Regions from separate parts of the Mus musculus genome. Here all the other regions are linked to region 1. A link is a contact called in public promoter capture Hi-C data. All regions are on one chromosome and are shown on one strand. Each heading gives the region's core, a stretch centred on a gene start, on an enhancer-like site or on the middle of the called end of the contact. The rest is flanking DNA. Distances are from core to core; before and after follow the strand shown. Region 1 holds the start of Gstz1 (glutathione transferase zeta 1 (maleylacetoacetate isomerase)). Region 2 holds the start of Mlh3 (mutL homolog 3). Region 3 holds the start of Erg28 (ergosterol biosynthesis 28). Region 4 holds the start of Adck1 (aarF domain containing kinase 1).

Region 1 (5,728 bases), core at 2,202-4,701:
CTACTCTGCCAGGCCCTATGACTGAAAGGAATGCCCTGGTAGATGCAAGTACTCGTATGGAATTCATTTTTCATGTTACTCCATTAGAGCTTGCAAAAGGTTTTCATCAATTGTATCATGTCCCCGCTGCCACATTGCAGTAAAAATTTAATATTTCCCGGGCCTCAGTAAGAACTGTTGTATTGCAATGCCCTCAATGCGTGCAGTTTCATCACCCTCCCCATGTTGGGATTAACCCTCGTGGATTGATCCCTCTAAAAGTATGGCAAATAGATGTTACACATGTTCCAGCTTTTGGAAAACTAAAATATGTCCATGTTTCTATTGACACCTGTTCAGGTATCATGTATGCCTCCCCTATGTCTGGTGAAAAAACCCACAATGTTATTAGCCATTGCTTAGACTCATGGGCAGCTTGGGAAAACCCAGCTAATTTAAAAACTGATAATGGACCTGCATATACATCAACATCCTTCCAAGTCTTCTGCGAAACTATGCAAGTTAGTCATACCACCAGCCTTCCCTATAGCCCACAAGGCCAAGGTATTGTGGAAAGGGCACATCGCACCTTGAAAGAACTGTTACAAAAACAAAAAGAGGGAATTGCCTACGGACGAGCACCCAAAGAACAATTATCTTTAGCTTTATTTACCTTAAATTTTTAAATTTTGGATGATCATGGTCGCTCGGCTGCAGACAGGCATGCCATGACCTCGCCTGTAATTCAACATGATGTAAAATGGGAAGATGTCTTAACTGGTAAATGGTATGGCCCAGATCCCGTTATTTCGAGATCTAGGGGAGCTGTTTGTGTTTTTCCACAGGATAAAGAACATCCAATTTGGGTACCAGAAAGGCTGACATGAAAATTGCTTATCTTAAAGGAAATTGGTCAGCCAAAGCAGAGCAGAAAGTTGCTCCTCCAGATTGCCAAACTCAACAGCACTCGACCCGACCCTGTCACCCTGGGAGACTTCACCTCCTGGATCACCAATGCCTTCTCCTTTTTAAAGGAGTGGGCAGGAATGTTGGCCTGGGGGACAGTGGTCCTCCTGGGGTGTGTCTTCTGCATCTGGCTATTGTGTCAACTAAAAAGAGAGTATGCTCAACATAAAGCAGTGGTCTACCAAGCTTTGTTGGCAATTGAAGATGGTGCATCTCCCAATATTTGGCTGGCCTCTTTAAAAAATTAAGAGTCCGCCCTAGGTCATTTGGCAGTTGTAGTCACACAGATCCATGGTATCCAGAGACGGGCAACTTTCCTCATGCACAGACCAACCTAAGAGAAGGGGCCTGGAGGCCATCATAGGATAACCCTATGATGGGTAAGGCTGTGATACTAGAGGATCGACCTAAGACAGGAGCCCTGGCCATGGACAGATTTGCCCAGGCCTAGACCAGCCTCATTTCATTAAAGAAAAAAGAGGGAGATGTAGGAAGCCAACTCTAAGATGGCGCAGGCTTTCTGTGTGCCTTTGTGGTAAACAACACCATTGCGCAGGTGCTAGCCTGACCCCTCCTGAGCAGGTACATGCAAATTAGATGCAGGCAGACTGACCAATCCTGGGGGGCCATGGAGCCTTCTCCTGTGCTAGGGTGTATATAAGCAGCCCTCCCTGGGTGCCCTGTCCCGGTAGCAGCATCGAGGTGTTCCTGCAATAAAGGCTGTTGAGAAGAATCTGACCATGTCGTGTCTTCCTTGCTGGCTGAGGTGGGCGCGACACCCCATGGCCCTTCAGCAGGAAACAGAATTTTTTTTTTTTTGGCTTTTTCGAGACAGGGTTTCTCTGTATAGCCCCGGCTGTCCTGGAACTCACTTTGTAGATCAGGCTGGCCTCGAACTCAGAAATCCGCTTGCCTCTACCTCCCGAGTGCTGGGATTAAAGGCATGCATCACCATCACCCAGCTGGAATCTTACCCTACATCTATTATTATTTTTTTTTCTTATATATCATTTTAGTTTCTTTTCCTGCTGCTATGATAAAATGCCCCAACAAAGGCAGTCTAAAGAAGAGTGGTTTATTTTGGCTTATAATTCAAGATGTAGTAAGTCACCTGGGGTGGGGGTGGGGTGGGGTTTGGGGGAAGAGCAGCCTGAAACAGCTGGTAAGTAACCTATGCATCCACAGCATGAAACAGAACAATGCTGTGTGTTGGTGCTTGGCTGACTTCCCCCTTATTATGGGCCCAGCCAGACCCAACCCAGGGAATGGTGTCACTCTCCCACATCAGTTAACCTGATAAAGACAATCCTAACCCTCTCTGCAGAGCATCTGGAGGCTTGTCTCCTATGTGCTTTTAGATAAACAGGGAGAGAAATCACAGCTAAGCACTAACAGCAAACCACCTGGCGATTTTTGCACTTGAACAGCTACTTTTTAATATCAAGTAGAATGTCCGTTTAATTAGCACCGGGAAGGATCATGTTTCCAACTCAAACATGCATTCTGGCGACTTTAAATTTGCAGTTTTTCTGTTGTGGGAGACTCGGCCCATGCTAGGAGCTACGTCAGAGTTGCGTACATCCCTAGCTGTTTTTATACCATTTCTTACATGATTAAAATCCTGAAAAATCACATCTGTATGTGGAAAATCTATATTAACCGGATGCAATGTCCTTTGCATCTAATGTGCCGCCTTCCTACATATCGGCCCTCCTAAGAGACTCAATTTTAAGTCTCTTATAAAACACACTCGCAGCTCCATTCCAGCAATGGCTTAAATACAAATGGCTCTAGGGTGGACTAAAGAAGTTCGACTTAAACCCTGGACGCTCCATATGCCACAGCCTGGAATCCCAGCACTTGGAAGGCGGGGGCGGGAGAGTCAAAGTTCAAAGTCAGGTTGGGCTGCACAGCAAGATCGTTTCTTAGAGCCAAACCGACAAAACTAGAAACCTGAGCAGATACTACAAGTGATTATTAACGTCGTTAAAGAGTCACATCTTTCCCCCTTGCCTTTGGTGCATGCCTGGACCACCAGGTCCCCTGAGAGACATACGAAGGGCGCCGCGAAACTGCAAAGTAGGGAACCATGTTTGAAAGCCCTAGAAGAGGTCTGTCTACCCGAAGCAGGGAAAAGCGCGATTGGACGCCCCTCAAAAGCTTCCAAGTTTAGCCTTCCCGGCCCAATCTACCACCACCATAAGGTTCAGCGGCCAGCGCGCAGGTGTAGAGTGAGCGGGCGCCGAGGTGCACGCCGGGAGTCGTTGTGGCGCCACGCGAAGAAGCGAGCTCTCAGCCCCGCCCCCCCCCACAGCTCTTCTCCGCGTTTCTCAGGAGAGACCCTCATCCCCGGACGTGGGGCACAGACCTTCCCGGCTTGCATCTCGCCCGGTCGGCCGGCCAAGAAAGTCAGCTCTCGGGACTAGAAGATGACTGAGGCCTAGCGGGGTCCAGAGAGCGAAGGTTGGACTAGATGGCCTCCCTCCTTCGGGCTGGCCCCGCCCCCGCCCCCTGAGCTGCTGGGAGTTGTAGTTCATGAGCCGACTCGAGTTTGTCAGTCCTTGGTTTCCCTCCGCCTCCCGCAATGCTCTACGCCTCAGGCCGCCTCTTAGCTGCCCGGGCGGCCACCACACTTTCCGCCCCGCCCAGAGCCCGGGGCCCGGCGCTCCGCGGCAAACGGAGGGAACTACAAATCCCATGGCACCTCGAGACGCCTTCTTATGACCCCTTGACGGGGCAGCGGACAAGACCCGGCGTGCCTCCGGCCCGGAGGGTGATCCTTCGGAAGGGGAGGATGCCGCCGGCCATAGGCGGTGGCCTAGCGGGCTCCGAGCTGCGTCCCCGTAGGGGCCGCTGTGTGCCGCAGGCTGCCAGAGCCGTGAGCCGAGACGTGGTCCCCCAGGCTGCAGCACGGAAACTTAAACGGCCTGCTTGGAGCTCGCGGCGCTTCCAGGCGGCAGGGTGGTGGGCCACGTTGGCTGTGGTGACGCTGCTGTCCTTTGCCACCCGCTTTCACCGGCTGGACCAGCCTGCTCACATCTGGTAAGTGGCGGAAAGGACTTGGCGGGCACCATGGCAACTGAGAGGGAGTGACGCCACCCTCTGATTGGCTTGAGGGCGCGAAGTGGGCGGGATTCATCGGAGGCACGACAGGTCCTTGGCGGTAGAGAAACTCAGTTGTATTTCGAGGGGAGTAGGGGGTGGCTGGGGAAAGCTTTCCGGTGTGTCAAACCTCGGAGAATAGGTTTGCCCTGGTGGGGGTCCCACACTCGGAGTTTGCAGGAGTTGTCCTCATGTCTTCTAGTCACCTGGCTTTAAAATGGTGATACTCAGAGGTTCTTTGAACTTGGCTGAGAAATTAGTAAATTCGTAGAACATAATTTTCCCAAAGCGTGATTTTCAAAGAAAAAGATTCCTATAGAGTAAGGATAGTTTGGGTATCGGGAGATGGCGGCACAGATTCTGAGCAACAGGTCTGGTGTTATCCTGTGAGAATTATTTTCTAGGCCTTACTTTGTATGATACAGATGGTGGCTTGAGGCTTGGTTCAATTCCATTTCCCAAGCTCACAGAGTTACTTGATCTTTAGCTGGAAGGGATGTTTTATCTTCTCTATATCACCAAACAGAAACTTAGCATAGAAGGTGTCACAAGTGGATCTTACTCAAGAGCAAGCAAACACACTGACAGGGCTGCTCCTATAGGAAACTAATAAATTACTGTGAAGCTAATTAATAAATTAGGTGCATTTTATGACTGTTGGGAGCTGTAACTACTGGGTTAAACACAAAGGCGTAATCACAGGAAGGGGAATGAATATCAGCACCTTTAGAGTTAGGTTCTTCCACCCCCTGTCAAATCCTACTATACATGACTGTATCCCAAAGAGATAGGTGTACCCACAGTGGGTTACATAATGGCCAAGGACTAACGAGTTTGGGAAATCTATTTTAACACTCACAAGCCTTAATTAGCTCTGTTCTCATAGGAGACATTGCCATATCTCTTATTGCAAGCACAGCCCTAAGAAATGGCCCAGGTCAAATGCAGTTAGGGCATCCTAGGTACATTCTTGGCACGTGTGGTTGTCCATCATCAGCTGCCACTTGTCTTAGGTGGCCCGTCTGAATCTTATCTGGCTTTGGGGTTAGACTTAGAGGAGAAAGAGAGAATTGTTTTTTGTTTTGTTTTGTTTTTTGAGACAGGGTTTCTCTGTATAGCCCTGGCTATCCTGGAACTCACTTTGCAGACCAGGCTGGCCTCAAACTCAGAAATCCGCCTGCCTCTGCCTCCCAAGTGCTGGGACTAAAGGCGTGCACCACCACTGCCTGGCTGTCCAGGACATTGATGAAGGGCTTTCTCTCCCAATTGGCTTTATTACCCCTCCATCATGCATTGCCTTGGTTTCTGGCAGATGTTTCATGTTAATCCACAACTCTATTAGCTACTCAGATCAGCATGGCTGACAGAGGCAGAAACCACATCTGTTCAGTTTGTCTCATATGATTTAATTACGGCTGCTGTCAATGAAACTCCAAGCAGGGGGGTGATGGGCCCTGGACTCAGCCTCTTACAAATAAGTCCTGATGAGGGGCCAGCAGTATGAATATAGTCTAAGAACAGTCTACCAGTTATGACCTGTGCAAAGCAGTTTCGATTGATTCTGATCTTTGGTATCATTGGCGGTAATTAAAATGCACATCCCATGTCTATTCCTTAAATACTAACACATTACCTGAAGAGATGCAGGTCATTCAGTTCAGTTTTATGTGGACCATCACTC
Region 2 (5,728 bases), core at 813-3,312, 1.9 Mb after region 1:
GAAAGTCATCGCAAACTTGGATTATTCAGACTTCCAAATTGTAAAATAATGAAACGAATCTTAATATTTTTTCAAAATAATCTCACTCCTTTTTTTAAATCGCTAGATTAAAAAAAAAATAGAACTATTCTGTGCTCAGTATTAGAATTTGTTAGTAAGTTATTTTGGTTGCATGTTGGAAAAGTTACCACGTATTACAAGTATGATGAAATACAAATGTGTATAATTCTAACCAATAAAAACACATTAGAACCTTATGCTTACATTGCTTCCCCCCCTCCCTTTTAATCCTTAGTGAACTTTGGGCAACATGATTAATTCGTTATTGTGAGAGGAAAATTTTGGGGTAGTTTAACGAGGTCTGAAAGAGAAGTAACTTTGCCATTTCTTTACATTGTTTACACGGGAGACTTCATGTGTAGCAAGAGCAAATGCCACCAGGTTGGGCTGTTCCGTGTTCACATGACGCACTGCACTAATTACTTTTGGTTTTCAATCCTTTGGAACATCTACAGTCACTCCTTTTCCAAAGGTGAGAAATTCAGATAAAGTAGTTATGGCCTGGATTGCGCCTCCCCTCATTTGTATACCTAAACTACTCTAACCCAAGGACCAATCCCATTGGACTGCTGACTCATAAGAGTGTATGCACCACAGACCACGTGAAGACAGACAGCCACACCCAAGAAGGAATCCTGGCCTAAACTCCAGCTTGTCCTAGAACTGGAAAGAAAAGAAAACAAACAAAAACCCCGGCTACTTAAGCCACCCAGCCTGTGGCCTTTTGTCATGAAGCCCTGGCAAACTGAACAATAATCAGAAGTTTGCTTCATTGGCTCCACAAGTCTGATTTGGTTTGGTTAGTAATTAAATATATACTCATTTAAAACTTTGTCCTAAGTTCCTTTAAAGGGAGGAGGGATGTCCTCCCTGTGGAGATGGCTCAGCAGTTAAGAGCACTGGCAACTTTTCCAGAAGTCCTGAGTTCAACTCCCAACACCCACATGGTGGTTCACACAGTCTATGGCTCTAAGACCAAGGGATCCGATGCCCTCTTCTGGTGTGCAGAAGTACAAGCAGACAAAACCCCATACACATGAAATACATAAATCTTTTTTAAAAAGTTTCTGGGAGGAGGTTTGGATGAAACAGAAGACAAAAACTGAGGATTGCCTAATAATTCTCAAAATATTCTCACTGTGCTCTTGCAGGAAAAAGCCGTGGTGGTATGGGGGTGGGGAGAGAGAGAGAGGGAGGAAGAGAGGAAGGAAGGGAAGGAGGGACCCTGATGTCCTGATTTGCAAATCAAGAGAGTTGGGCTGGGCAGACGTGGAGGTGGGGTGGGGAGTGGGAGCACACCTTTAATCCCAGCGTTTGGGAGGCAGAGGCAGAAGGATTTCCGTGAGTTTATAGGCCAGCCTGGTCTATAAAGCGAGTTCCGGGGCTGTTACACAGAGAAATCATGTTTTGAAAGAAAAACAAAAACAAAATATGAGAGAAAGAGAGAGAGGCTTCTCAGCCCTTTCCAGCTTCGTAAAGCTTTAATTTTCAAGAATGCTCTTGCCAGGCAGTGGTGGCGCACGCCTTTAATCCCTGGATTTGGGAGGCAGAGGCAGGCAGATTTCTGAGTTCAAGGCCAACCTAGTCTACAGAGTGAGTTCCAGGACAGCCAAGGCTATACAGAGAAACCCTATCTCGAAAAACAAACAAACAAAAAAAGGAATGCTCTGCATTCATTCCCTGAATATCTACTTGCCACCAGGACACAGCAGTAAACAAAAAACCAAACTACTTTCACATAGTTTACAATCTAGCGAACAAAGACTAAGGAAACAAGAAAGATATATGTGGAACTACATATTAGAACATGCAAAGGAGACGAGAAGGGGAGCAAAGTAAAATTTAGTAGAAACAGCCTTTCACCCCATTCCGAAAGAGAATAAGACAAAAGAACTAATTGGAACCCGCCAGGTGAAGGGACGCGCAGCTTGGCCACCTTAGCGCCTGCGCACTGAGACGTCGTGCAGACGCCGTCTGGCGGTGTCTCGGAAGCGCATGCTCGGGAGCGCGCGCTCGGCGTTGGAGGTGGTTGGTCGGTGAGAGTTGATGGAGGAGATTCGAGGTGAAGGGGGAAAGCACGTGATGAAATGTGGTCCAGAGAGCTTGTCTAACTGGACAGGAGCAATGGTGACTGCCGCGGGCCTGTCTGGCGGGGCCCCGGCTCCCCCGGAGGTGCGGGGTGGGTGGATTGCGCAGGCGCGGCCCGGCCTGCACGGGATGCCCGACTTTCCAGACCCTAGAACTGCTCATTACACATTCACCCCGTTTGCCAACGGTGGCTAAATGCTGTCGTAGCCCCGGTTTTTCCAGGCTTTAAAAACAAAACAAAAGAGCCTGTCACCTGCCTCACTGTTGTCACTTAAGAATGAGACCTTTAACTACCTAGAGTCTTAGGGTTTGTATAAGAAAACCTGGAATCAGGGTCCGACCACCCCATACACTCACTTTTTATTGCCAAGCTATGTTCTGGGGATATAAAAGACCGAGAGTATCAATATAAAAGAATATCAGTAATAAGGGCCTTTCTGCAAGCTATCAAGCTACACAGGAGCAGGACTTAAATATCAAAGGAGTTTTACCTCCCCCACCCCCACCTCTTCCTGAGAAAGTAATGGCTTACTGTGTCTCCTTGATAGATTTGACTTTGACTTAGTCCCATTGTTTTTTTTACCTTCTTACTTACAGTGTCTTAGAACATCAAAGGATTTTCTAAAAGCCGTGGTTATTGTGTAAAGTATAAATGTTATGAAACTAGCTTGGACTTTTTTCATGAATAATTTCTAGCTAATGTTTCTTAGCTGCGTTTAATTTAGGCATCTGTTTTTAGTGAAGTGCTTAGAAATTTGAATAGTGTCTTTACGGATCAGCATCTAGCGTAATTATAATTTCACTCTAGGGCATTCATTTTAGGAACAGCGAAAATTAATGAAATTATGAATGCTTTGGAATTGAAGCTTGTTATACCAGTGCATGAGTTTTGTGTGCTGTCTAGAAACTAGAAGTATACTTCCCTTTCGCGTTTTGGTTTAATACTCTAACTGTAGTTCTTTGTAATAGTCGAGAGAAATGGGTGATGTGATATAACTGAGGTTTGCTAGAGTATGTGTTGTGTTTTGTTTCCTGTAGGTGATTATTTTCCAGTCAGAGAAGGAAGCCAGTGTCTGCCACTCCCTCCACATGTGTCCCTGCCATGATCAGGTGTCTATCAGATGACGTAAAAACCAAGTTGCGTTCCGGTTTAGCCATAAGCTCCTTGGGCCAGTGTGTTGAAGAACTTACCCTTAACAGTATTGATGCTGAAGCAACATGTGTGGCCATCAGAGTGAATATGGAAACCTTCCAAGTTCAAGTGATAGACAATGGACTTGGGATGGCGGGGGACGATGTAGAGAAGGTGGGAAACCGGTATTTTACTAGTAAATGCCACTCAGTGCGGGACTTGGAGAACCCAGCATTTTATGGCTTCCGAGGAGAGGCCTTGGCAAGTATAGCCGACATGGCTGGTGCTGTGGAGATTTCATCCAAGAAAAACACAACACTGAAAACCTTTGTGAAAATGTTTCAGAATGGAAAAGCCCTTGCCACCCATGAGGCTGATTTGACCAGACCAAGTGTGGGGACTACAGTAACGGTCTATAACCTGTTTTACCAGTTTCCTGTGCGGAGGAAAAGCATGGATCCTAGACTAGAGTTTGAGAAAGTTCGGCAGAGGGTAGAAGCTCTCTCACTTATGCACCCCTCCATTTCTTTCTCTTTGAGGAACGATGTATCTGGATCCATGGTTCTTCAGCTCCCTAAAACCAAAGACATATGCTCTCGATTCTGTCAAATTTACGGATTGGGCAAGTCCCAAAAGTTAAGAGAAATACGTTTTAAATACAAGGAATTTGAGTTCAGTGGCTACATCAGCTCTGAAGCACACTACAATAAGAATATGCAGTTTTTGTTTGTGAACAGAAGACTAGTTTTAAGAACAAAGTTGCATAAACTTATTGACTTTTTATTAAGAAAAGAAAGCATTATATGCAGGCCAAAGAATGGCTCTGCCAGTAGGCAAATGAATTCAAGTCCTCGACACCGTTCTGCCTCAGAACTCCACGGGATATATGTAATCAATGTGCAGTGCCCTTTCTGTGAGTATGATGTCTGCATAGAGCCAGCCAAAACTCTGATTGAGTTTCAGAGCTGGGATACCGTGTTGATTTGTATTCAGGAAGGAGTAAAAAGGTTTTTAAAGCAAGAAAAATTATTTGTAGAATTATCAGGTGAAGATATTAAGGAATTTAATGAAGATAATGGTTTTAGTTTGTTTGGCACGACTCTTCAGACACATGTGTCTACTCATGAGAAGTGTGACCAGAGCAGTTTCCGGGAAGCGTGTAATAAAATTCTGGATTCCTATGAAATGTTTAATTTGCAGTCAAAAGCTGTGAAAAGAATAGCTACTCTAGAAAATAAAACCAGACAAAACCCTGGTGATTCAGAAACTATCAGAAAAAAGACAGTGGGCTCATTGTACACAGATGCATCGGATGGCCCGTGCTATAGTAAATCGGTAGAGTCTGTTTTACAGGACAGCAACAACAGTGCTTACTTAGAACCGAGGGTGTCAGAAGAAGAGGTAGCCAAAACATCACACTCCGGAGAAAATGAGAAATGGAAAAAATCTTTTTTGGAAAATAAGACTTCAGGAAGGATACATGAAACCAGTCCAAAAATGTTTTCAAGCCCCATCCAAATGCATCACCTCCTTGAGGAGAGAGAGGCAGATCTGGAAATGCAGACAATAAGTAGTACTGTTAATGTCATGGCTGCCAACATTCCCCAAAATAATGACATTCCGAGTCAACTGGAGAAATGGAAAGATGCTCCTGAAGTGGGGTGCCAACCTCTGCCTTTTGAGACAACCTTATTAAGGGTACGGGGTACTCAGAGGAAGAAGGAAAGAAGGAAAAAGGAGCCCAGTAGTCGTGGAAGAGTAAATGTTTTTAGTTATGGACAAGTTAAATTATGCTCCACTGGCTTTATAACTCATGTAGTACAAAGTGAGCACGCTAAATCAACTGAAACAGAACATTCATTTAAAAATTATGCTCGACCTGGTCCTGTAAGTGCCCAAGAAACATTTGGAAAAAGAACACACCATGCAATTGAGACTCCAGACAGCAGTGATTTAACAAGCACTTTAAGTAAAGAATCCAGTCAACCGCCCAACAAAAGGTTTTGCAGAACAAATACAGGTTACGGGACAGAGAACAAACCTGTAGCAACAGATGACAACTTGGCTCTTTTTCAGGAAAGCTGTAAAGAATCACACACAGATCGCCTTTTGCCTGATGCATCCTCCTTCCCATGGTGTAGATATGTTTCCGATGGTTGTAGGAAAATAGATAAAAGGGGTTCCTTCAAACAGGTAGTCCGTAGGAAGCTAAGCTTGCGTTCACAAGTAGGGTCTTTAGAGAAGTTTAAGAGGCAGTATGGGAAGGTCAGCAGTTCCCTAGATACAGAAAAGGATAATAACACTGAAGTCAGGACTCATCTTGATCCTCAAAATGAACCCGATGTTCTTCTGAAAGACAAGAGCCACTTAGATATGTCTGATGGTTGTGAGATCACTACTGTGGAGCACAGTGAGACTTGTCAACCATTAAGTCCCATCCTGTACCCA
Region 3 (5,728 bases), core at 1,671-4,170, 1.3 Mb after region 1:
ATAATATTTTTAAATTAAAATCTCTCAGTGTGCATATTAAATGATCTACTCTACCATCTCTAGAAGCTACAGTTGGCCCTGTTAATCATTTTCATTATGAGGACCCAACAGTCAATGAATGACCTTGACCCTTAACCTGAAAGAACTTACAGAGAGCCCTTGTGGTTCAATGAACACGGCACAGGCTACAGAGCTCTAGTATTCTCATCGGAGCATCTTCACAGAGGTTCTGCTGTGTGTGGCCTGCCCTTCATATCATCACCGTTCTACAGCTGTAAATGCTTCAGAGAAAACTTATAGAGTCAAGGTCAGAGCCTAAGAACTTAACGTTTCACCAATCTCTAAAATTTTCAAAATCTCCAATTTTTCAATTACTAGAAGCTATGGTCAAGACACAAGGCTGACAAGATGACTCAGCGGATAAGGTGCTTGTCGCCAAACCTGACCCAAGTTCAATTCCCAGGACCCACATGATGGAAGGAGAGAACAGATTCCAGAAAGTTGTCCTCTGACTTCCACATCCGTACTGCACTCAGTTCACCTATTAGAGCCAGGAGATGGTGCATCAGGTAAATGTACTTGCTTGGAAGCCTGATGCCCCATGTTCAATCCCCCAAAACCCACAACAAAGCCAACTGCAGGGACTAGAAGGATGGCTCAACAGTTATGAGAGCTTCCTGCTCCTGCAGAGGAGCCAGGTTCATTTCCCAGCACTCCATCAAGCTGCCACAAACTCTGTAACTGAAGCTCCAAGGAATTCCATGTACCCTGGCCTCCTCAGGAACCTGCATGCCCATGCTGCACATAAACTCAAGCAGGCGAGTCTGTTTTAAAATGTGCACACAGAGAGAGAGAGAGAGGGAGGGAGAGAGAGAGAGAGCGCGCCAGATGTGGTGGGAGGTATGGCAACAGAAATGAGAGACCCCCACCTCAAAAACAAAGCAGAAGGGGGTGGGGAACCAAGTTCACCTGAGTTCCTATCTGAACTTTAGAACATCTAAAGGTGATATTGACTTAGAGGCCTAGAAACATAAGCCCACCCTTCGAATTTCTGAAAAAGGATGGGAAGTGAATAATATGATCTTGACTCCAAACACAGATGGAAGCTAGGGCCAGGCAACACAAAGAAGGAAACCTGGAGGTGAATAAAGGAACCCCCCCCTTAAGGGCGGGCTGACTGTCACTCACTCTTGGTTGGCCAGGTCCTCGTCCTCTGAGGACGATGCTGTCTCCTCCAGGTCCCGGGCCATCACAACTGGCATCTCCTTTGGGGTCTGTCATACAGTCAGCACACAGAGGCCTCAGAGACCTTTCTTCCTTGCAGTCTCACTGGATCAAACAATTTGGATGGCACAGACTCCTGTAAGAAAGTCAAAGGACTTCAAAGACAATGCAGTTGCATACTTCAGGATTTTTTGCATGATCTTTAAGATGAAAAGAAATATATTCCTGAGTATTTTCCAGTCTCTAGAAGCTTACCTTCTGCCACAGTGCACCTCACATATCACAAAAATCAAGAATTTTTTTTCTGTGTTTGTTTGTTTTTGTTTTTCAAGACAAGGTTTCTTTGTGTAGCCCTGGTTGTCCTGGAACTCACTTGTAGACCAGGCTGGCCTAGAGCTCAGAGATCTGCCTGCCTCTGCTGGGATTAAAAGGGTATGACACAAAATTTTTTTCAAACAGATACTGTCTCTGCTGTATCTAAAAAGCTGTTACTGAATTTGAGTCGTTTTATATAATAAAAGAGCAAGCACCAAAGGAGAGGCTTTAGGGCACTGATGTGGACAGTTGATAAGCCTATGTTTAGAAAATTCTTTGCTAAACAAATCTGACCAGGATCAAAATAAAAATCCAAGGTTCAAAACCCTTGCCAATATTTATACAGACTCTACCACAAGCAAACAGAATAAGCTGTTATGTTTCTAGGAAAACCAAATCACCCGAACTATTAATAAAAGGGTGGTGAAAATATTTCTCCTCAGCAGGGATCACATAAATGGCCGGGGAAAGGGGAAGTCAAATACTCTAATTATTGGTACTTTTTTTTTTAATCACACATTTTAATCCGGATATCAAGTAGACACATAAAATTAGGAAATCTCCAATTCCCAGGCTTCTAACTTCAAACACTTTCCATAGAGAAAAAGTTTCATGTTCGTTATAGAGAAAATAGAAACGTTTAGGGAAAACGCTTAACCTTAATGTCACTACTCAAAGATAATCAATTCGTGGCAATTCTCCAAGCTTTTGCTGGTCTGTGCATTGACTTATACAATAAGACTCTCAAAAACAAAGCAACTGCAGCAAGCAGCAACAGTGACTAACCCCGACCCTACACATCTTCAGCAGAAATGAGTAATACCAAACAACCTCAATGATTCTTTTCGGGTGATTCCTAAAGGAACTTCTCGACCTTACCCAAAAATGCTTGAGAGTCTTTTAAGTTAAAACCTTCAGGGATGCCCACCTTTCCTCGGCTCCCTGAAGAGTAGAACGAGATAAATGCTCAGGAAGTCCTTGCCCCTACAGGGACCAGCCGCCAGCTCCAGCCCAGCACACCCCAACCCCAGGCAGCTCCGCAGGCAAGGACGCGGCGACTCTGCCGCAGCGCTTCTGCCCAGCACGCCCGGAAGCCAACAGCTGCTCCGGAGCTCGGAGGGAAGCGCAGCGGCGCCCGCCTAACCCTGGAGCGCACCTCCCCGGAGCGCGCCGGCGCAGGCGTTTACCTGTCTCATCTTCTCACGGCTCGGGGCCGGCAGGCGGGGACCACGCTCTGCTTCACCTCCCTCCTCCTTCCCCAGCCCGAATCAACGCAGCCGCCGAAGGCTGCTTCCCCCGTTACTACAACAACCAACAAGCAACCGCCCGCTAAGAGCCACTGCGCAGGCGCCCGCCAGCGGCGCGAACAACGCTCGGCTGCGGGCGCTGACGGATGGCGTCACCACGGCGCGCTCAGACACCAGAGCCAACCCAGGCTGTCACCAGAAGGTTTCTTGGCTCCTTTTTCTCTCTGCGTTTTCCCCACCCCTAAAAGACTGACTCCAAACTCAGAGTTCCGCCACGCTCGACAGAAGGGTTTACCGCGTGAGCGGCGTAGCAGGAAGAGGCTCAGGCGGCGGCAACTGCTGATTGGCAGCAAAGGAGTTCACTCCCTATCGCCTGCTCGAACTGAGCCAGCGTAGCCAATCAGAACGAGGACTGACAAAAACAACCCAATCCTGGAGCTGGGCTGAGGGAGGGGGCGGGAACAAGTGGCCCAGGTGGACTTGGGACCGGAGCTGGCCTAGGGAGAGCTGGTTTGCGGATGCTGCTGATACTGCTGCAGTAGTACTGGATCGTCAGGTAGGAGAATTTGGAGTGGGATGTAGCACCCGAGTAAAACTATCTGCAAAATTTAGGAAAGTGGGGGTTGCCTGGAAAGCAACCGGAGGTGGTGGTGGAGGAGTCTAGAAACGATGTCCAAGAGGAGGTGCTAGGAAAATGGAGATTTGGTCAATTCTGGGGATGGGTGAGTGAACGGGCAGTCGTTATGAACCTAGCTCTGCAACGAGCTTTCACTTTTCCTCATGTATTATCGGGTAACCCTCGAGATAGAGGCTTATATCCCCATTTTACGGATGAGAAAACCGAGTCTCTAGAGTCTCACTGGCTTGTCTGAACCCCTCAGATATGAGTGGTGTAGCTAGGATAGGAGTCTGCCTCTATTGATTGTTAATTAGTATCGCATCCATGCTGACCTGGGCAAGGGTGTACCCCACCTCTCTCTCCACCTCATAACTCCAAGGGAATGGGTTTAAAGAATTGGTAGAGTCATACAGAAATGCTCTGGTGTGTTTTCATCAGCTCTGGGATTTCTAAGATCTGTGAAATAAATGGAGGGTGTAAGTTCTACGTTCTACTGAAAGGGAGTGTGTGCGGGGGCGGGCTGGGGGGATTTTTAAATAACCCAAGCTGGTGTTGAGAGGAGAAAGTAAAAAGAAGTAGATTGGCATATGCTGTAAGTGTCTGTGAAGATCAGCACACCCCAGCATCTCTAGACTGGGACAGTCCCCGTTTGAGACCTCTTTCCTCTGGGTCCACCCTTTCTCTCCTGGAGCCCTTTATAGTTGGTTTTTCGTCATCACTTCACTTGATGTCTATATACACTGGGTAGTAGGGAATCATACTGAAACATTACCACAGTGATAAGGGAAGCCTGATAGTTTCTTACAGCTTTCAGGCCAAAGCAGTTAGCCTGACAATAGGTAAATGAAGGGCCAATATGATGGTGGCTATGACAAATTGTCTCTGTGGGATCCCTTTAGAGCTGATGGAAATCACTACTCAGCGAGGCTTGAGCTAAACAAAAAGTACCGAACCTAGCTCTCTCTCCTACCAGCTTCCTCAAAAAATGGGAACTTTGCTGCACCTGGCCGCACCCACCTTTAATCCCAGCACTCAGGAGGAAGAGGCAGATGGATCTCTGTGAGTTCCAGGCCAGCCTGATCTATGTAGAGTTCCAGACTAGCCACATAGTAAGACCCTGTCTCTAAATAAATAAATAAGTAAATATTTTTTAAAAGATGAGAACTTTATCAAAACATTCTATGAGGGAGTATTGCAACAGAGTCCACAGACCCTGGCACTCAGCCACATATTAGCTATGTTACCTAAGCAAATCACTTAGCTCTTGGTTCTGATCCCCATCTGTAAAGTGGAAATACTAATAGTGCCTGCCTATCCTGATGTAGGGAGTGAGTGAAATAAGATGTTATATACTTGGGGCACATATAAGTGTAGGACACAAGTGTTCCGTAACTATAGCTAATGTACTTTTCTTGAAACCCAACATCAAGCTATGACAGGTCTTTTCCAAGTCTTTTCGATTGTTTTAGTTTATGAAACATGATGTGTCTGGGAGCCATGCAGAGGGAAACTAAGAAGACTAGTCAGACAGTTACACTATGGTTTCCATTCAAGTGTATGATGCAACTTCTGTACATTTGATAGGATGTGTCCAGGTATCTGAGTAGATTTTGAATCACCCTGAGCTATTTGTATTGCAAAGGGATGGCATGAAGAGATGAAGGCGTAATACTGATTCCAGGCAAGTGGAGGGAATTCTGACTTACAGCAATGCTGTGCTTTGGAGGATTAGTTGAGCAAAGGTAAATGTGGTGCCACTTGCTGCAAGGTGTACTGGTCGTTCACCCTCTTTAGAGTGACCGAGCATTGGCAGGAACACAAGCTTGCCCAGAAATCCATTTGATTACTTATAGAAATGTCCGCACCCCCATTTCTTCTGTCCTTCTCACTATGTCTTTTGTGCTAGATTTGACATTTCCACCCACTGCATTTTTTTTTTAAACCTCCGTGACAAAGATCAGCATAGCTCTGTTTAGGGTAAATATTCCTAGATATTTTGTGAAATAAAAGTGGTGTAGCAAGAAATAGGGTGGGGCCGAAGGACTAGCAGAGGTATGTGTGAAGTGCTCTGCCGACATCACTCCAGACAGCCCTCGTACAGGTTAGGTGACAGCTTGTGACTGATGTAGAAGTAACTTTCAGCCTTCTTTGTTCCCAAGGCAGAGCGCCCTCTCTTGGAGGGGAGTCATGAGCCGCTTCCTGAATGTGTTACGAAGCTGGCTGGTTATGGTGTCCATTATAGCCATGGGGAACACACTCCAGAGCTTCCGAGACCACACTTTTCTCTACGAGAAGCTCTACACTGGCAAGCCAAACCTTGGTA
Region 4 (5,728 bases), core at 1,520-4,019, 1.2 Mb before region 1:
TCTCTTTTATAGGGATGGACCTCAAGTCACTAAGGTCCTTGCTACTGGCTTGAAGTAAATACAACTGCTGCAGACAGAAACTCTCATTTCTGACCTGCAACCAAGCCCCAAGAGAGCCAAGTCTGTGGAAGGCAGTGTCTGGAGCTCTGGAAATCAATAGCATGTCAAAGATCAAGCAATAGTCCTCACTAGAAATAACACATTTGAGCCCGAAGCAGTGGTATAGCTGCTTAATCATCAAATCAATGACAGTGAACTCTGTCTCAGGGCCAGAGGAGACACCCCAGTTCCTCATGAATCCATGTGTTCAGGAAGCCGGACAAGTAGGTGATCAATTAAAAATGTCCATCTCGGGGGCTGGAGAGTTTGCTCAGCAGTTAAGAGCACACACGGCTGCTCACAACTGTCTGTAACTCCAATTTCAAGAGATCAGACACTCCCTCAGACCTGCATGCAGACAGTGCACATGAAATCAAAATAAATAAATAAATCCTCTTTTAAAAGCCCATCTCAAGGATAGAACTAATGAAGAAACCAAGCACTTATGTAAATAGACTTCCCAACTACCATCTACTCCCTGCCCCTCCTCAGGTGACACCCTGAGAATGCAGGTCTGAAATTACATCCCCACTCACCCCCACCTCCACACCACCTCGGTGAAGAAGAGAACCCTGCTGAGGGGAGTCATTTAGGAAGAAAACTCTATTTGTCCCCAACAGTGACCCTGGCTACCTTCCATTTCCTATAGAGATTATTGGGCAAATATACATTTTGTTTTTGTTTTTCTTTCTGGAACACTTTCCAAACCAGAAAAGACCCAAATATACTCTTGGAGAAAGCAGGCAATGACGAATCCATGCCCAGGAACATGGCCTGAGGAGGCTCCCAGTCTTCCCCATCCTACAGTTAGGTAACGTTCAATGCAAGAGTGAGTTTTAACTACACTTCTTAGTGTGTAATGGACAGAACTTGCTTGGATCAATACTAATTAAACTAAGGAATCCCAGACCAATGCCAAGGTTTCTCAGCAGATAAGCAAGATAAATCTCCCCCAGCACAAGAGAACTTTTTCCACTCAGCTCACCTTAGGAAGGGGGACTAACAACTCAAGGGCAAGAGCAGCGGGCAGCAGGTAAGAGAAGTGAGTGAGCTTCCAGAAGTGCTCAAATAAATAGCTCACATAACTTGCACAACTAGATTCTCAAGTACAGACCACTGGAGCTTCACTCTACAGACAAGGCAGTAGAAGAAATTGCCCAAAGGAGCCAAGGGAACAAATGCTAGAGTCCACGTGTGTCTGTGCCGCCAACAGAGTGCATATGAACAAGGAATTGGCTGGAGTGGCCAGTGGTTCTCTGTCTCGGACATTTAGTCCTAGATAACCCAGGCAGGGTGTGTCCTACTGGGAGACAAGACAGGGATGGATGGCTATACCAAGCACTCTAGCCATTCACCAGTCCAGTCTCTGGCAAGGAGGGGACTGAGGGGGTATGTTTGGAAAGAAATAAAGTGTGATAAATTCTCTCAGAAGTTAAAATCTCACACCATAAGGCCCGTTGAGTATCAGCCAAATACCACAGTAAAATAAGAGAGAATATAATCCAGGATAAAAAGGACCCAGGTGGCAAAACTACATGGATATATGTACATAAAGTAATGGGGTTGGGTTGCAGTGTGTAAAGCAGGTGCCATGAGTGCTACAACTACAATATCGAAGCTAGCCACAGGGACACAACCACCCCCCACCCCACCCCCCACCCCCACACACACACACCATAACCCAGTGTGACAAATCGATATGGACTTTTTCTTATAAAATAGCATTCAAACTTATAGTCCCCGGGGTAGCGACATGGCATCTCCTGGGTTCATGTTGGACATGCCGATCCCAGAGTTCAAATATCACACTAAAATCAGAAGTTTAAAGAGGAAGTGGGCTGAATTCTGTGTAGTAACAAGCCCTCCACATCACTCTGCTGCACACTACATACACACAGCCTGTGAACCACAGTGACAAGAAGACGCTTAAAGAAAAATTGTCACAGGACAAAATCCAATTCCTAGCAACTCCGCAACTATATCTTGAGCGCCTACTAAGCGCTAAGCTTCTCACTTTCGTGGCAAGTAAATGTCAACGAAGTCTGGGACAGCTGTACTATGAAAGTCTTCTCTCCGCACATCTGCTGGAAGCACTGGAAGTCTCCAAGGTACTGGGGAGTTAAGGAGACTGGAGCCTGTAGCAAGCCTAGGTGACCTGACTTCTGGGGAGGCCCCTGCTCTTCACCACTCCACGCTCATCGCCCCAGCTACCTCTGCGTGGGAGCCCACAAGGTCACCGATGTCTGAAGGCTGCCGGCGGAGCCACTCGTAGCCCCTCTTCACCTCTGCCTACTCCAGGGCACGCAAGGTTGGGCCACCCAAGTGGCCAGTCCACACTAAGGACCTCTAGGACACCGAGCGAGAGAGTCACAGCCAAGGGGGCGGGGCACTGCGAGTCACCTGAACCACGTGGTTTCGCCAGCTAGGGTGACAGGGTCACAGGCTCGAGTTTCCTCCCAGCTTCGTCTGGGCGGCAGAGCCTGAGCTCAAACGTCGCGGAGCACATCTGCACCGGACCCACCGCTCTCCACGTCCCGCACAATCTGGCAGCGGGATTGGCCAGGACTCTGTGCGCGGGTGCTACTCACCAGAGGGTAGGGAAGCTGCGCCGCGCAGCCCGGAACCCAAATTCCAGGAAACAGTGCTTTCGCCACCAGAGCGCCTACAGAAGCCGGTGCCGCGAGGCCTGCCGGGATTTGTAGTTCTTTTCTGTTCCTTAGACTAGAGGCCACAGCTGTGGTCCCTGAGCCAGAGGAAAACCTTTCCTTGTCTGCTAAGATACCGACAAAGAATCATACTGAGAATAATTTAAGGAGTCAAAGTATAGATCCATGTTTAATGGATGATGTAATTCTGGATCTGTAGATTTTAAGTAGGCATTAGATTCTAATTAGAATTCTAATGAGTGAGTCAGCTATTCCTGTTGAAACGAAGACCTTGAGAGAAATGAAATGAAACCTTGTTTCAGTGGAGAGAATTGTAGGAGAGGTTAAATATTTCTGTGAAAATTGCCATTATTATACGGAAGCAAAGCGAAGTCTCTGGTTTGACAAAATGCCTATTATCACTATTCATCTGAAATGCTTTGCTGCTACTGGAGTTTGATTGTTATGGTGGTGGACTTTCCAAGACCAACACTCCTTTGTTGATACCTCTTAAGCTGTCACTAGAAGAATGGAGCACCAAGCCGACTAATGACAGCTATGGATTATTTGCTGTTGCAATGCACAGTGGCATTACTATTAGTAGTGGGCACAAACTCTACTGCATCTGTTAAAGTCCCTGGCTTTTAACAGTCTAGAACTCGATGAGGGGAATTTTGTGGTTGACCAGATGTGTGAAATAGGTAAGACAGAGCCACTGAATGAGGAGGAAGCAAGGGGGTGGCTGAAAATTATGACGATGAAGTATCAATTAGATTTGGTGGAAAAGGTTTTGAACAACAACAATAAAAAAAATGTAGAAGGTATTGGACTTCTTGGAGGACAAAAGAGCAAAGCAGACTATGAGCTGTCCAACAAAACATCTAATCCTGATAAGGTGGTTGGGACCCCATTCACTGACAATAGAAATTCTGAAACTAATGATACTAATGGGACCCACGAATCTGACAGGAACGAAGACTCCAGTGACCCAACAGGCGTTAACATGAATGGAGTTGAGAATGAAATTTCCTATGCAGTGCAAAACTTAAAGGAGTATGAGGGGAAGTAGTTGCTTTTTGATGATTCTAAAGCAAAAGTTACATAATAGAAAGACTTTCTGAGTTCTCTTTGCCCTTCTACATCTCCTACATCAACTTCCTACTTGCCATTCTATAAAAAATTATAGTGAGTATATTTTCCCTGTAAATATTAAACAGACACGGACAGATGTTGGTAAAGTTGATTACATCTAAGGGTCTTTAGTTTATCTTTTGAAGCTATTGGATATTATTGGTCTCTCGAGGCTTTTACATACTTTTTACCTATTTTTTAAATACTGAAAACCATGTTGACTTTTTAGAATCATTTTCCTTACTACAGACAAGTGATGGATAAGCTGGGAACCAACTTGTCTAGATTCTAAATGATCCAAAATGGAAACTTGAAACAATTAACACTTTTGGATTTACATGATCTTTTGTGTTTGCTTTTTAAAATACAGTGCTTGTATTTGTATTCTCCATATTTTGGAGTAATTATCTATATGATGGTTATTGGTCTGGCTTTTTCACCCAAGAAACCATTTCATTCAGTATATTTAGTGTTATAATAGCCATGAAGCCAAATCTTTGGGCTGTGTCAGAGACACAAAGTCTAGAATATGTATATTCACAATGGTGTATATTTTGTGCCTTGAATAACTTTGGAAAGTGCCTCAGAAAACCTGGCAATCCCCTCTATCTTCATAAGAATTTTATATGTATTTATGAAGATGACTCTGTACTCTAGTCAATCTTTTTTGGCATGACCAATTTATATCTCTTCATATTCATTCTGTATGATCTGTACATAGTACACCAACTTAGAGGTGTGACTGTTAAGTTATTTAAAAACAAACAAACAAAGCTGGAGGTCAAAAAAATTAAACTGTTTAACAACAACAGCGAGAGAGAGAGAGAGAGAGAGAGAGAGAGAGAGAGAGTTAGCAAGGGCTGGAGAGATGGCTCAGCAGTTAAGAACACTGTTCTTCCAGAGGTCCTGAGTTCAATTTACAGTAACCACAAGGTGTTTCACATCCATCTGTAATGGGATTGGATGCGCTCTCCTGGTGTATATAAGAACAGCTACACAGAAGATGGCCTAGTCAGCCATCACTGGGAAGAGAGGCCGCTTGGTATTGCAAACTTTATATGCTCCAGTACAGGGGAATGCCAGGGCCAAGAAGTGGGAGTGGGTGGGTAGGGGAGCAGGGCGTGGGGGAGGGTATAGGGAACTTTCAGGATAGCATTTGAAATCTATATAAAGAAAATGTCTAATAAAAAATAAATTAAAAAAAAGAAAAAGAAGCCATGAAAAATACAAAAAAAAAAAAAACAAAAAAAACAAAAAAAAAAAAAAACCAAAAAACAAAACCAAAAAGAAAAAAGCAGAAGTGGGTGGGTAAGTGGTAGAGAGGCAGGGGGAAGGGGTATGGGATGGGGATTCTGGAGGGGGGACATGGAAAGGGGATAACATTTGGAATTTAAATAAAGAAAGCATCCAATAAAAGAAAAAATGAAAAAAATAATAATGCAGATCTTATCATCCCTTCGACAATGAGAAAACCACGCTTGAGAATATTAAATAACTCATCTGGGGTCACTGTCTGGTTAGGGACTCAGGTAACTTCCTCTATGCAGTAAATATAATGCTTTTCTCAAAAGAAAAGAAAAGAAAAGAAAAGAAAAGAAAAGAGAACAGCTACAGCATTACTCAAGTACATTAAATAAGTATTTTTTTTAATGAGTCAGCAAAGAAGGAATTTACTGTTAGTTGTTAAATAGTAAGAATATGAGAGTGGATCTGAGTTATCTGTGATCCTGATGCATTGACCTCTGGTGACCGAATGTTGATTTATAAGATGCACTTTGAAATGATAAGTGAGTCATCCATTTTATAAATATCTGAAGCTATTCTCACTGCATCTTTCAGTTCAATGGAATTGT

What was found. Promoter capture Hi-C pulls out the DNA fragments that hold promoters and counts their contacts.
Region 2: a contact with region 1 is called in a promoter capture Hi-C map of liver, with 2.8 times the contacts expected there. The contact joins the promoter of Mlh3 here to the promoter of Gstz1 in region 1. A contact is called at or near these places in 2 of 39 promoter capture datasets (cranial neural crest and liver).
Region 3: a contact with region 1 is called in a promoter capture Hi-C map of liver, with 2.8 times the contacts expected there. The contact joins the promoter of Erg28 here to the promoter of Gstz1 in region 1. A contact is called at or near these places in 3 of 39 promoter capture datasets (the 3T3-L1 cell line, liver and pre-B cells).
Region 4: a contact with region 1 is called in a promoter capture Hi-C map of pre-B cells, with 4 times the contacts expected there. The contact joins the promoter of Adck1 here to the promoter of Gstz1 in region 1. A contact is called at or near these places in 4 of 39 promoter capture datasets (3T3-L1-derived adipocytes, the C10 cell line and pre-B cells).

Annotation. Positions count from the first base shown.
Region 1 is chr12:87,145,430-87,151,157 of GRCm38.p6, reverse strand. It overlaps Gstz1 (glutathione transferase zeta 1 (maleylacetoacetate isomerase)), which reads right to left and starts at 3,451. Exons shown (of 9, transcript NM_010363.4): 1 at 3,314-3,451. The coding sequence starts at 3,328. It overlaps Pomt2 (protein-O-mannosyltransferase 2), which reads left to right and starts at 3,256. Exons shown (of 21, transcript NM_153415.4): 1 at 3,256-3,987. The coding sequence starts at 3,530. Gm6566 (predicted gene 6566) reads left to right here. Exons shown (of 3, transcript NR_136901.1): 3 at 825-1,683.
Region 2 is chr12:85,266,933-85,272,660 of GRCm38.p6, reverse strand. Mlh3 (mutL homolog 3) reads left to right here and starts at 2,062. Exons shown (of 12, transcript NM_175337.2): 1 at 2,062-2,122; 2 at 3,187-5,728. The coding sequence starts at 3,251. Acyp1 (acylphosphatase 1, erythrocyte (common) type) reads left to right here. Exons shown (of 3, transcript NM_025421.3): 3 at 1-263. The coding sequence ends at 49.
Region 3 is chr12:85,822,085-85,827,812 of GRCm38.p6, reverse strand. Erg28 (ergosterol biosynthesis 28) reads left to right here and starts at 2,920. Exons shown (of 5, transcript NM_021446.3): 1 at 2,920-3,342; 2 at 5,565-5,725. The coding sequence starts at 5,593. It overlaps Ttll5 (tubulin tyrosine ligase-like family, member 5), which reads right to left and starts at 2,893. Exons shown (of 34, transcript NM_001081423.3): 1 at 2,727-2,893; 2 at 1,189-1,360. The coding sequence starts at 1,262.
Region 4 is chr12:88,357,555-88,363,282 of GRCm38.p6, reverse strand. Adck1 (aarF domain containing kinase 1) reads right to left here and starts at 2,769. Exons shown (of 11, transcript NM_001277297.1): 1 at 2,688-2,769. It also overlaps the pseudogene Gm5655.